Regions from separate parts of the Mus musculus genome. Here region 1 is linked to region 2. Evidence: chromatin contacts called from public Hi-C data. All regions are on one chromosome and are shown on one strand. Each heading gives the region's core, a stretch centred on a gene start, on an enhancer-like site or on the middle of the called end of the contact. The rest is flanking DNA. Distances are from core to core; before and after follow the strand shown. Region 1 overlaps Gm40908 (a long non-coding RNA gene). Region 2 overlaps Slc22a23 (solute carrier family 22, member 23).

The links. Hi-C and Micro-C count contacts between places; a contact is called where the count stands out from the background.
Region 1: a Hi-C map of liver shows a contact between it and region 2, with 2.7 times the contacts expected there. The contact joins two enhancer-like sites. A contact is called at or near these places in 6 of 484 Hi-C or Micro-C datasets (B cells and liver), 5 of 115 datasets of contacts at active chromatin or transcription factors (embryonic stem cells, hepatocytes, kidney and 2 more) and 1 of 9 other capture datasets (embryonic stem cells).

What each region holds. Positions count from the first base shown.
Region 1 is chr13:34,460,999-34,465,980 of GRCm38.p6, reverse strand. The region is part of intron 2 of Gm40908 (a long non-coding RNA gene); the gene reads left to right. Among named protein-coding and RNA genes, the nearest start is that of Gm40908, 19 kb to the left of the region's middle. Within about 2 kb of position 3,675, at least 58 of the 459 cell types and tissues checked have an H3K27ac peak or open chromatin away from gene starts, as enhancers often do. A contact at or near this core is called in hepatocytes and liver, where this site is marked.
Region 2 is chr13:34,269,555-34,274,314 of GRCm38.p6, reverse strand. All of the region lies in intron 3 of Slc22a23 (solute carrier family 22, member 23), which reads left to right. Among named protein-coding and RNA genes, the nearest start is that of Slc22a23, 73 kb to the left of the region's middle. Within about 2 kb of position 2,879, at least 34 of the 459 cell types and tissues checked have an H3K27ac peak or open chromatin away from gene starts, as enhancers often do. A contact at or near this core is called in hepatocytes and liver, where this site is marked.

The sequences.
Region 1 (4,982 bases), core at 2,426-4,925, 190 kb before region 2:
ACCTAGTGGTAGGGTTCTTGGCTAGCAGTCACAGGGCTCTGGGTCCTAGCCCCAGAACCACAAGAAATCCACACTGAATGTACAAAGATATCCTTCCCCTACACACACACACACACACACACACACACACACACACACACACACACACACACACAAACATTGGCCACCATGTCTTCCCTCTCCAGCACAGGATAAGGTTCTAGGAAGACAGTCACTGCCGTTATACAGCTCCAGGCTCCAAGAGAGACAGAGGGAAAGAAATTCAGACTACCAGGTGTCAGTTGGTTTTAATTTACATTTTTGGCCTGTAATTCCACCTTTAGCCTTCGCCCTCTTCTCGTGTTCGCCAAAACCACAGGAACATTTCTGCTCTATGTTCTGGCACCTAACCCTTATCTCTGACTTACAAAGACTCACCAGCAATTCTTCTCCAGAAAGACCTGAGACTCGGGGATATTCAGCAACAGCCTGTCCCAGACAGACAGATACACATACACACACACACACACACACACACACACACACACACACACAGAGGCATGAGCATACACATGTATGCACACACACACAAATACACACACACAAACACACACACACAAACACACACACACACGCACACCACAGCCTTTCCAAACCCCATACCTTGTGCTACCTGTTTCATTTGTCCCAGTACTTCTTGTTCCTGTTTCTTGTCTGCCTAACTCTTGGCTGAGGAGGGAGGCTCAACATTCTTTTTATTTATACATCACATGCCTAGAATTACACTTGCCAATAAATAAATAAATACATAAATACATAAATACATAAATAAATGTTGCTCATGATATTTACGCCATTAATTTCAGACACATCTACATTTTAAAAAAATAAAATGCTCAGATATTCGCATAGAGAAACCTCAATATCCAATTTTCTTATTTACAGCTTATCAAAAGGCTCTATTTAGGATGCAAAGAGAAGCAAAAGGAAGTGGGGAAGGCGGTCCTTCTAGAAGGACATTGAAGAGCTTCCCCTCTGTGCTAATGAAAAGTTGAGACTACTCTATGGGGCCAGCTCTCATTTTTCAAAGCAAAGATCTCCTTCCATGCTATCAAGGGCTTGAGACCCCCTTCTGACTTTTGGAGCTGCCCTAGAGCTCCAGTTGCCATGTATTAAACATCATTTGGTCTTCAAAAGTGACACAATGACATCTCTTGGGGCAAGACATCTAACATAGTTGGGGGATTTGTATGTATTGAATAGGACTGCTGCCTTGGGCATGGGTTCCTGGTCAGTAGTGCTTTCTCAGAGGCAACATGCCCACTGATGTAGTGGACAAACTGTCCTCAGAGAAGGGCCTTCCAAAACCCAGCCCTGGTGTCCATTTGTTAAAAACGAAATGATTCTGTGAAATAAGTCAGGCACATAAAGACAAGAATGTTCCCAGCTACATGTGGAATCTGACAGATGAACATCAAGAAAATAGAATGGGACAGCGGTGCGTAAGACTTGGTAAGGGTATTGGAAGGAAGGAAAGAGCATAGACACAAGGAGATCACCTGAGTGGAGGGTAAGGTCCAGCCCACTAGAACTCAGTTGCAACAGTGGTTGACAATAATTAACTTGAGTATTTCAAAACAACCGGCAGCCAGAGATGTGACTGAATGTGTAAGGGAGGTTCATGGCTAAGACTGATGATCAGAGTTCCAACCAAGGGTGGAGAGAGAGAGAGAGAGAGAGAGAAAGAGAGAGAGAGACAGAGACAGAGACAGGGACAAAGAGACAGAGAGACAGACAGAGACAGAGAGACAGAGAGACAGACAGAGACAGACAGAGGGGGAAAGATGGAGAGACAAGGAGAGATAGAGATGACTTTAATCACTTGTCCACTGACATTTTTTACTGTGCATTTTGTGAATGTGATAGAGATGGGAAGCTCTAGTGTATGTGTGGAGGTCAGAGGGTAAAGTGTAGGAGTCAGTTCTCTCCTTCCTCCCTGTGGGTCCTGGTGATCCACCTCAAGTCCTCGGGCTCCAGGCAGACACCTTTACCTGCTGGACTGTCTCACAGGATTTTGAGTGCTCCCAACACAAAGAAATAATGAAATGTCTGCAGTTGGAACAGTTATCTAAAACCCCATCTGTCTCATGTTCCCAATCATCTCCCAGCAAGCTGGGGAGTATGGCTGCCCTGTGTCCTGTGTCCTGCTCCCAAGTAGCTGTCAAGGGTTTTGATGGAACCTTTTAGAGCAGAGAGAAACATAGAGAAAACTCGTGTCTTTGTAATTTGCTCTCTCTCTCTCTCTCTCTCTCTCTCTCTCTCTCTCTCTCTCTCTCTCTCTCTCCCTCTCTCTCTCTCTCCTGTCTGCCAGAAAATCCTCTTTGCTTTCATGGCCAGAGGGCAGGGATCGAAAGAAAGACACCCAAGGCCTTGTTGCTGATGCTCCTTAAACCTTCTGCAATTGTTCTCCACCCAGGCTATTAGGGAGGTTGGATGCATGTGACTGAAGCTCCCAGCAACCTCATGAGTGGTCTGTTCTGTGGTCAAGGAGGTTACAAAAACATCACATCATGAATGCAGGGTTGTGACAAGGACTGCTTCCAAAGCTCCTGCTATCTCTGCTTTATCTAGACACAGGGAGGAGGGCTCTACCTTGAGAACAAGCAAATTCTTCCAGAAGGCATTACTCTGTGAGTGGCAGTCTTTTTCAGGCAGCTGGTAGACTTTCTGTGGCCCAGAACGGATCTTTGTGTTCTGAATTCTGGGGTGACCAGCTTCAACTCTTGGTCACAGACAGTGGGGGCCTCCCTGCCAGGCTGGCTGCTTATGCAGTTATTTAAAACAGAGCAGCTGCAATAGAGTCACCACTTGGAAACTGTCCAAATTCAGACCTAGCAGGTCAGAAACTCCAGCAAGTCCTGCAGGGGATTCTCATGCACACTAATGGCTGGGGAAACATACTGACATAGTCTGGCAACTAGAACAAAAACTGAGCTTGGAGGGTCGGGTACCTCCCACTCTACACTGTGCTGACTTCCTGATTACTAGCATTTGTGGATGGAGGGCTAGCCAGGGCAGGCCAAAGTCCCCAGGGAATGGTCAACACAGAGTATTGGACAAACACCAATGCTGCAGACTTGAGATGGGTCAAGGTAAGCCATGTGATAGAGATCAAAGGGCAATGACCCCTTGGGGACTGTGAGTAGAGCTGCAGAGCAACCTGAGCCACCTGTGGCTTGGGCAGGACACAGTGTCTCTGACACTGTTGGTCCTCAGCCAGGACAGATAGAAAAATGCCAGAATTTCATGGCAGACAAGCATGCCTGCATCTTTCTGTGTTTTCCTCATCTGGAAATGGAAAAGTCTCGCTGTGCCCTGTCCACTGCAGTGGTTTGTGGGAAGTAAGGGCAGAGGAGTGAAAGCTGCCAGAATTCCTCAAGTTGGAATAGCAGGTTGACAGCAGGGAGGCCATTTCAGCAGACATCTGTGTGCAGGGTAGTGGCGTCCATGACAGTTGCCATGCGATGAAACATACAGAGCCAAGAATGGCATGCTAGGACTGTGTTTGTTGCATAGCACGGTGCAGAGAGAACTGGCTGACTCAGCAAATACTGCATCTTAGGCTACAAGACACTGTCTGAAACAACATGACACTGACCAGACTGTTCTGGCACAGACCAGAGGAGCAAAGGACAAGGACAATCTAGAAGGCAGTGCCCAGTGGGAGTTGTTATAGCTCCACGACCTCGTGTGTGACAGGGTGACCCATTAGAGTGATAGCAACAAGATTCAGGTACAAGAAGGGAGTAGTTTAGGCTTCTCAAAATTCACATTCTCCTGCCTCAGCTCAAGAGAAAATAACAGAACAATCTAACAGGGCCTAGTGCTCCTCTTTCTCTCAGAATCCCCTGCGTTAAATTGGCTCCTATTCCTCAAGAATTCAGCTCAAGATGGGTGGGGGGATCAAAAGCCTAACGGTCAGATTCCAGGTTAGCCTAGCTTCAGCTATCAGTTTCCCTCATTCTTCCTGGTAATCAAGGCACTCATATGCCCTGTGTGACTGACAGAACTTAGGTCAAATGAGCATCCCTTTGGTAGCTCACTTACTTGCTCTTTGCATACCTGGTGTGTATTGTACTGGATATTGCGGGGGTGGGGGGCACTGATGAGCTAAACAGACACATTCTCACCCTTGGGGATGGGAGTCGTCAGCAGAGGCACATAGATGTCAATCACACAGGTCAGTCCATCTTCCTAAGAATGCTGTTGCTTGGTGTTACCTCCATGACAGATCTTACTTCCAGAGCCCATCAGATTTAAATTGATTGCCTTCCACCCATTATTGTGTGACCGTGGGAGTTCCTTCCAAATCCATTTTCTTTCTTTCTTTCTTTCTTTCTTTCTTTCTTTCTTTCTTTCTTTCTTTCTTTCTTTCTTTCTTTCTTTCTTTCTGGTTTTTTTTTTTTTTTGGTCCCCTGTAAAATGCAGTTGTACATATAATACTTGACTTCACAGATCATGAGGAATTAACACCCTGTGCTGGACTGCGGGAACCCTCACATTCAGCACATTGCTGTGTTCTAGGCACTGTTGTAAGCTCTTTAGGTATACTTCCCGCTTGATTCTCATGGCAGCATAGTGGTAAAGGGACTCAAACCCTTTCAGCCTCGTAGATGAGGAAACTGGGGTGTGGTCAGATAGCATGAATGGACACGGCTGTCTGTTCTGCTCTCTGCGCCTATGCACTGATCACAACCCTCCTGTGCCACTCCCATTGTGACTCCCAGGACTCTGATTCTGTTTATCTTACAGAATCAGAGAGCTCTTCAGAATGGCTCCAGAATCCTGCCGGCTGGCCACAGACTGATTCACTCCCCTCAGGTAGCCAGCAGCCCAGATATCACTGGACTTTCAGGAATGTGCTCTCCCACTGTGGAGATAAGCTCCCTGAGGACAGGTGACCTTTGTTAAGCAACCATGGCACTTATTTCCTACATACTGTC
Region 2 (4,760 bases), core at 1,630-4,129:
AGAGCACATTGCATCTGACTGTTGATAACATTGTTTTCACTCCGATACTGTCTATCGTAGTGCTGGGGCTGATATTTTAGTTGTTGGGTTTTGTTATTTTTATTTCATTTTTAGAGAAATGGTTCTGAAACCCCAGACTGAGGCAATGTGGCTCCATCCTGCTGCTGTCTTGTATGCTCAAGTCCAGTCTATGTCAAAAATAGGCCAAAGTTGTTCTAGTGAACAGTGTTAAAGTGATTGGAGAATAAAATTGAAGACTGTCAGACAGCTACTATAATACAAGCACAGTGGACGATGGACAGATAGAGCTTAGTAAGCCAGCGTCTTCTCGCCTCCTGTAGTGATGCTGTGGAGACTGAGTGGATGCTGTGCCTCAGGGCCTGGCAGAGTTGGTCATGGCATGGGACTTCAGTTGGACCCTGTGTTAGGTATAGGATTAGATGAAGGGCATAGGCAGTGGACTAGAATTTGCAGCTATTTCCTCAAGGACATAGACCTTGCAGGAATGGCCATCAATGCTGTCAAGTATGGTGCTTGTTCAGAGCAATTTTAAAATTCTAGGTGACAAAGTATGAAAAGTTTTAGTGCCACTTGTCAGTATTTCCCTGAAGGTTAGACAAACCCATATGACAGGTACGGCTGGAAATGGAAGTGACCTGCCCCTTCTGGCCTGGAATTACGTGTGAAAGACCCCTAGACCTCTTGTATACCAGCCAGTAACATTCAAGATGAGGGTTATTCTGTGGCCTCCATACCAAGTGGTAATGAAGAGCAGAGCCCCCTTGTCTTTCAGTGGGCATGTAGCACTAAACAGAACTTTTTCTGTTTTAAACCTAGGATCTGTAAAAGAGTTGTTTGTTACTGTAATGTGGTAAGACCTGACTGATACACAAGGCCCGCAAAGTTCTCCTTTTGACTTGAGTTAGGATTAGCGTGGAAGATGTTAGTGTTAACTTGGGTGTATTTTAGTGTCACAGAAAGTGCATAAATTCCAAAAATAGAGTTTGTTTCTTTGCCTCTTCTGTATGCTAATTCCGTCAAAAAGACTGATTTTGTAACATTGTCAAAAAACATCTTTGGTTCGTTGGTAATGAGATCGTTAGGGCACTCAAGTGAATATAAATGTTAATGTTTATATGTGAATTAGTTATCCCTTGCAATATTCATTCTCATGTTGTTGCTGCTTTATTTTTAGTACAAGGGAGTTAACACAGGGTCTAATGCGTTCTCCCCTGTCCCCTTAGCCCTGGGGGGCCCTCGTAGCCATTCTTTCCTCTTATGATATGAAACAGATCTCTATAGAACATTCTTATATTTGTTACCATTCCAACTCTGGCAGCTATTACAGGATAGCTTCATGGGATGCTGTATTTCAGAATGTCATCCCTATTTGTCCACACAGATTCCTTTCAGTTTTAACTTTCTATCTATATATTTCCAAAATGTGTTGAACTTGAGTTTGGCAAACTGCCCACACTGTAGAGTCAGAATCACTGTGTTGGCTTACAGCTCAGTATTCCTTCTCTCCCTGACTCTCTGCTTTCATTCCAACCTTTCCCCTTCCCTTGTTCCCCCTCTCCTCCCTCCATCCCTCCCTCCCCCCTCTCTCTTCTCTGCCACCCTCTTCTCTCTCTCTACCCCTCCCCCTCCTCAGGCATTTATATCCATCCTGTTATAAGGTCCTAGATCCTGGGGACGTGTCTGAACATTTTTTTAATTTATTTATTATGCTTCACAAGTGAAGCTGCGGGAACTTTTGAAGTATCCACTAAGAACGGGGAGGCCGGTGGTGTCCTCATCAGTAACCCGAGCCCACCCCCGCGGCAGGACTCCAGTTTGAATTGCACAAGTTTCCACTTAAGTACATACTGCCCAGGGTTAGGCTTTCAGCGAGTGCTCAAGCTGATCCAAGTGAGGGTAGAATTAGTAAGAGAGTTTCAGTATGGGGGATGTGCATGGAAAGATGGCAGGACTCCCATGCCCACACATGTATTGACCTTTTTCTTTTAACCAGTACCCTCCCTCTACACTTCTCCTGTCCCTCCTCACCCACCACCAACACCTGCACACCCTTGGAACATAATATATGGTATTCTTTAGTTCTATGGTGATCTACTGCCTAAGCTAGGAGCTTGATTCTTGACAACGAGACACACACTAAGCTTTCTGGGGGACATTTGATGTTCTTTCAACTTACAGATTTCGGTTAAAAAGGTGGTGCTTTTCCTCAACCTAGGACGGTCTAAACTAGCTTTGTCAAGCAAAAACAGCATTTGGGGGAGCAGGGTTAATGTCTTCAATGTAGAAGAAGTACATTTTAGAATTGCTGCTTTGTACTAGACTCAACATCAGAGAATAGCATTTCTCTCAGAGGCAAGCCAGGGATAGGAGTGGGTCCCTAGAGAGCTAATTAAAGGCATTGGGTTTGCACAGGGCTGAAAACAAGGCTGGTGGGCAGGCAGACTGGCAGAGAGGCCAGCTGAGCCAAGCTGTCCTGTAAGGCAGGTTCTGCCTGAGCTATGGCTGAGAGCCGAGACCTCGGTCCATTTCCTGCTTCTGCTCACCTCTAACATGTGAAGAGGTTGAGATGTCCCTGTGGCTGGACAGATGTTATCTTAACTGGAGTGAGGGTGCAGACCTTCTGAGTAGCAGTGTAATGGCCTGCAGATAGTGGGGGAGGATAACACAGCTATGGCATCCAGGGTGTGAATCAGGGAAGGGACCCTATTGTTTGGGAAATTATCGTGGTGGCAGCAATGGATTACCCCCAGAAGAAAAGTTTTTGAGATACATCTCAGGTCTTCTAAGAGTGATCACTGACAGGAGGCTGAGGCTTGATGGACTTTTGGCCATGTTGACTTCAGAACTCAGTGTCACCTGACGGGTATCCACTCAGTAAGCACAAAGGGTTGGAGGTTAGCTGAGCATCAAGCACAAAGTCTCCAGGACTGTTGGTCAGCCCCAGTAAATGCTAAAGGAGGAGGTAAAGGCACAGATGGATTACTCACAAGTGTCTTAGGTATGTGCTATTGCTGCTGGTTTCCAGGGAAACGGATTCCACAATGATGCTACTCAGCCTGTCAGACACCTGGGACTCCTGGTGCATGTCCTGTTCCATGGAGAAGCCACTCACAGAGACCATGTAACACCGACATCCTCAGGAGGAGCCACAGTGTCTTGTTGCCGTTGTGGCTGATAGGCAGTGGTGGGGACACATCTGTCCAGGAGTGTCTGTTATCTGGAAGAGGCAGTCTCTCCATTTAGGGGTGTTATTATGTCCTTGTCTGGGTGGATGTGCTGGCTTCACTGAATTTTACTTAGTTCTCAACAGTCTCTGTTTTTCCAGCACTGTTCTCCACTGTGTGTCTTTCTACAGCTTTTCCTCATCCTAGGACCTTAGTTTTACTCTCTGGGTACCATGTAGCCACATCGGAGGTGACAATATTAACGCCACAATAGATACCATTAGAGTTCTCATTTCTGTTGCTCACCCATACTAGACGGGATGAGAAAGAGTCTGTGACCCCTGATCACTTCCTCAGACACAGCAAGGAAAAAACACCCAGGACAGGTGGTCAGAGCCCAGAGGAAGCTGACCCAATCCTATATCATCCCCTTGTCAACCCCCATGGTTTTACCTGCGCCTCTCCTCCATCTACAATGTCTTTCTTCCTCCATTCAGTATCTACAGCCAAATTCTACCAGCTCCTCTTTGGGCTAACTCCTCCATCCCTTCTTTACCTATCTTTCCTCATATTCCCTCTCCAGGACAATGAGCAGGCAGGAGAGGAAGTGTAAGGTAAGCAAGGAAGGTGCTGGTGATGGCTGTAGCTATAGGCAGAAAAGAAGGCTGGAAGAGATCATCCTGAAATCATCACCTTGTTCTTCATTGAGCCTGGGCCTGACTGACCAAGGCCCCATGATAGACAGATGAGTCGCTCCACTCAGTGCAGTGTAGGGGAAGGATGAGAAGCCAGGGTCTCCAGTCTTTGCCCTGATTCTCTATTAGCAGGTACTCCTCTCAAATGATGGTGCAATAAATGGATATTCTGAAGCTAGCGTTAGTATTTACTGGTGTGAACTCACTGATAACACTTGTTTAATAAAATCTGCAGCAACTTAATACCCCAAAGAAATGTGTATTCTCAAGGACATGTGTATGCTGATAACATATTCAGAGACGAAATACAGAGGATGTTTCCCAATCCCTGCTGCAAATGGAGCTGAAGTACACAGAACACTAAATGAATTTATTTCTGCTATTAAAATTCCTAGTGTGCCATATACTTAAAATATAAATTCAAGTAAATACAACAGACATGTGATTTCCTCTATGGGGAGGATTTTAATAAGAATAGAGACAGTCAAATGGTGTTTGTATCTATATCCCTTCTCTCTACCCCCATTAAACCAGAAATTGGTCTTTGCCAATAGTAACCTAGTATATGTATAGAAAGCAAGATAATTAGCTGGAAGAAAGCCAGTTGTAGAATTGCTTATACAGTCATATTTAGTACCACTCTTGTGTATTCAATATGGATTTACACATTGTAGGTTCTACATTCTCTCCCGAGAGAGAGAAAGAGAGAGAGAGAGAGAGAGAGAGAGAGAGAGAGAACAAAGCAGTAAATTACATCTGCTGAAAATAGATTGTGCCATTTCTCCCCAGAACTGAAATCTCTGCCCACAGTGATTGCCTGGGCACTAGCCTACTGGCCTGTATTGATTCTGGCAATAAGCTCACTATAGTACACTGCCAG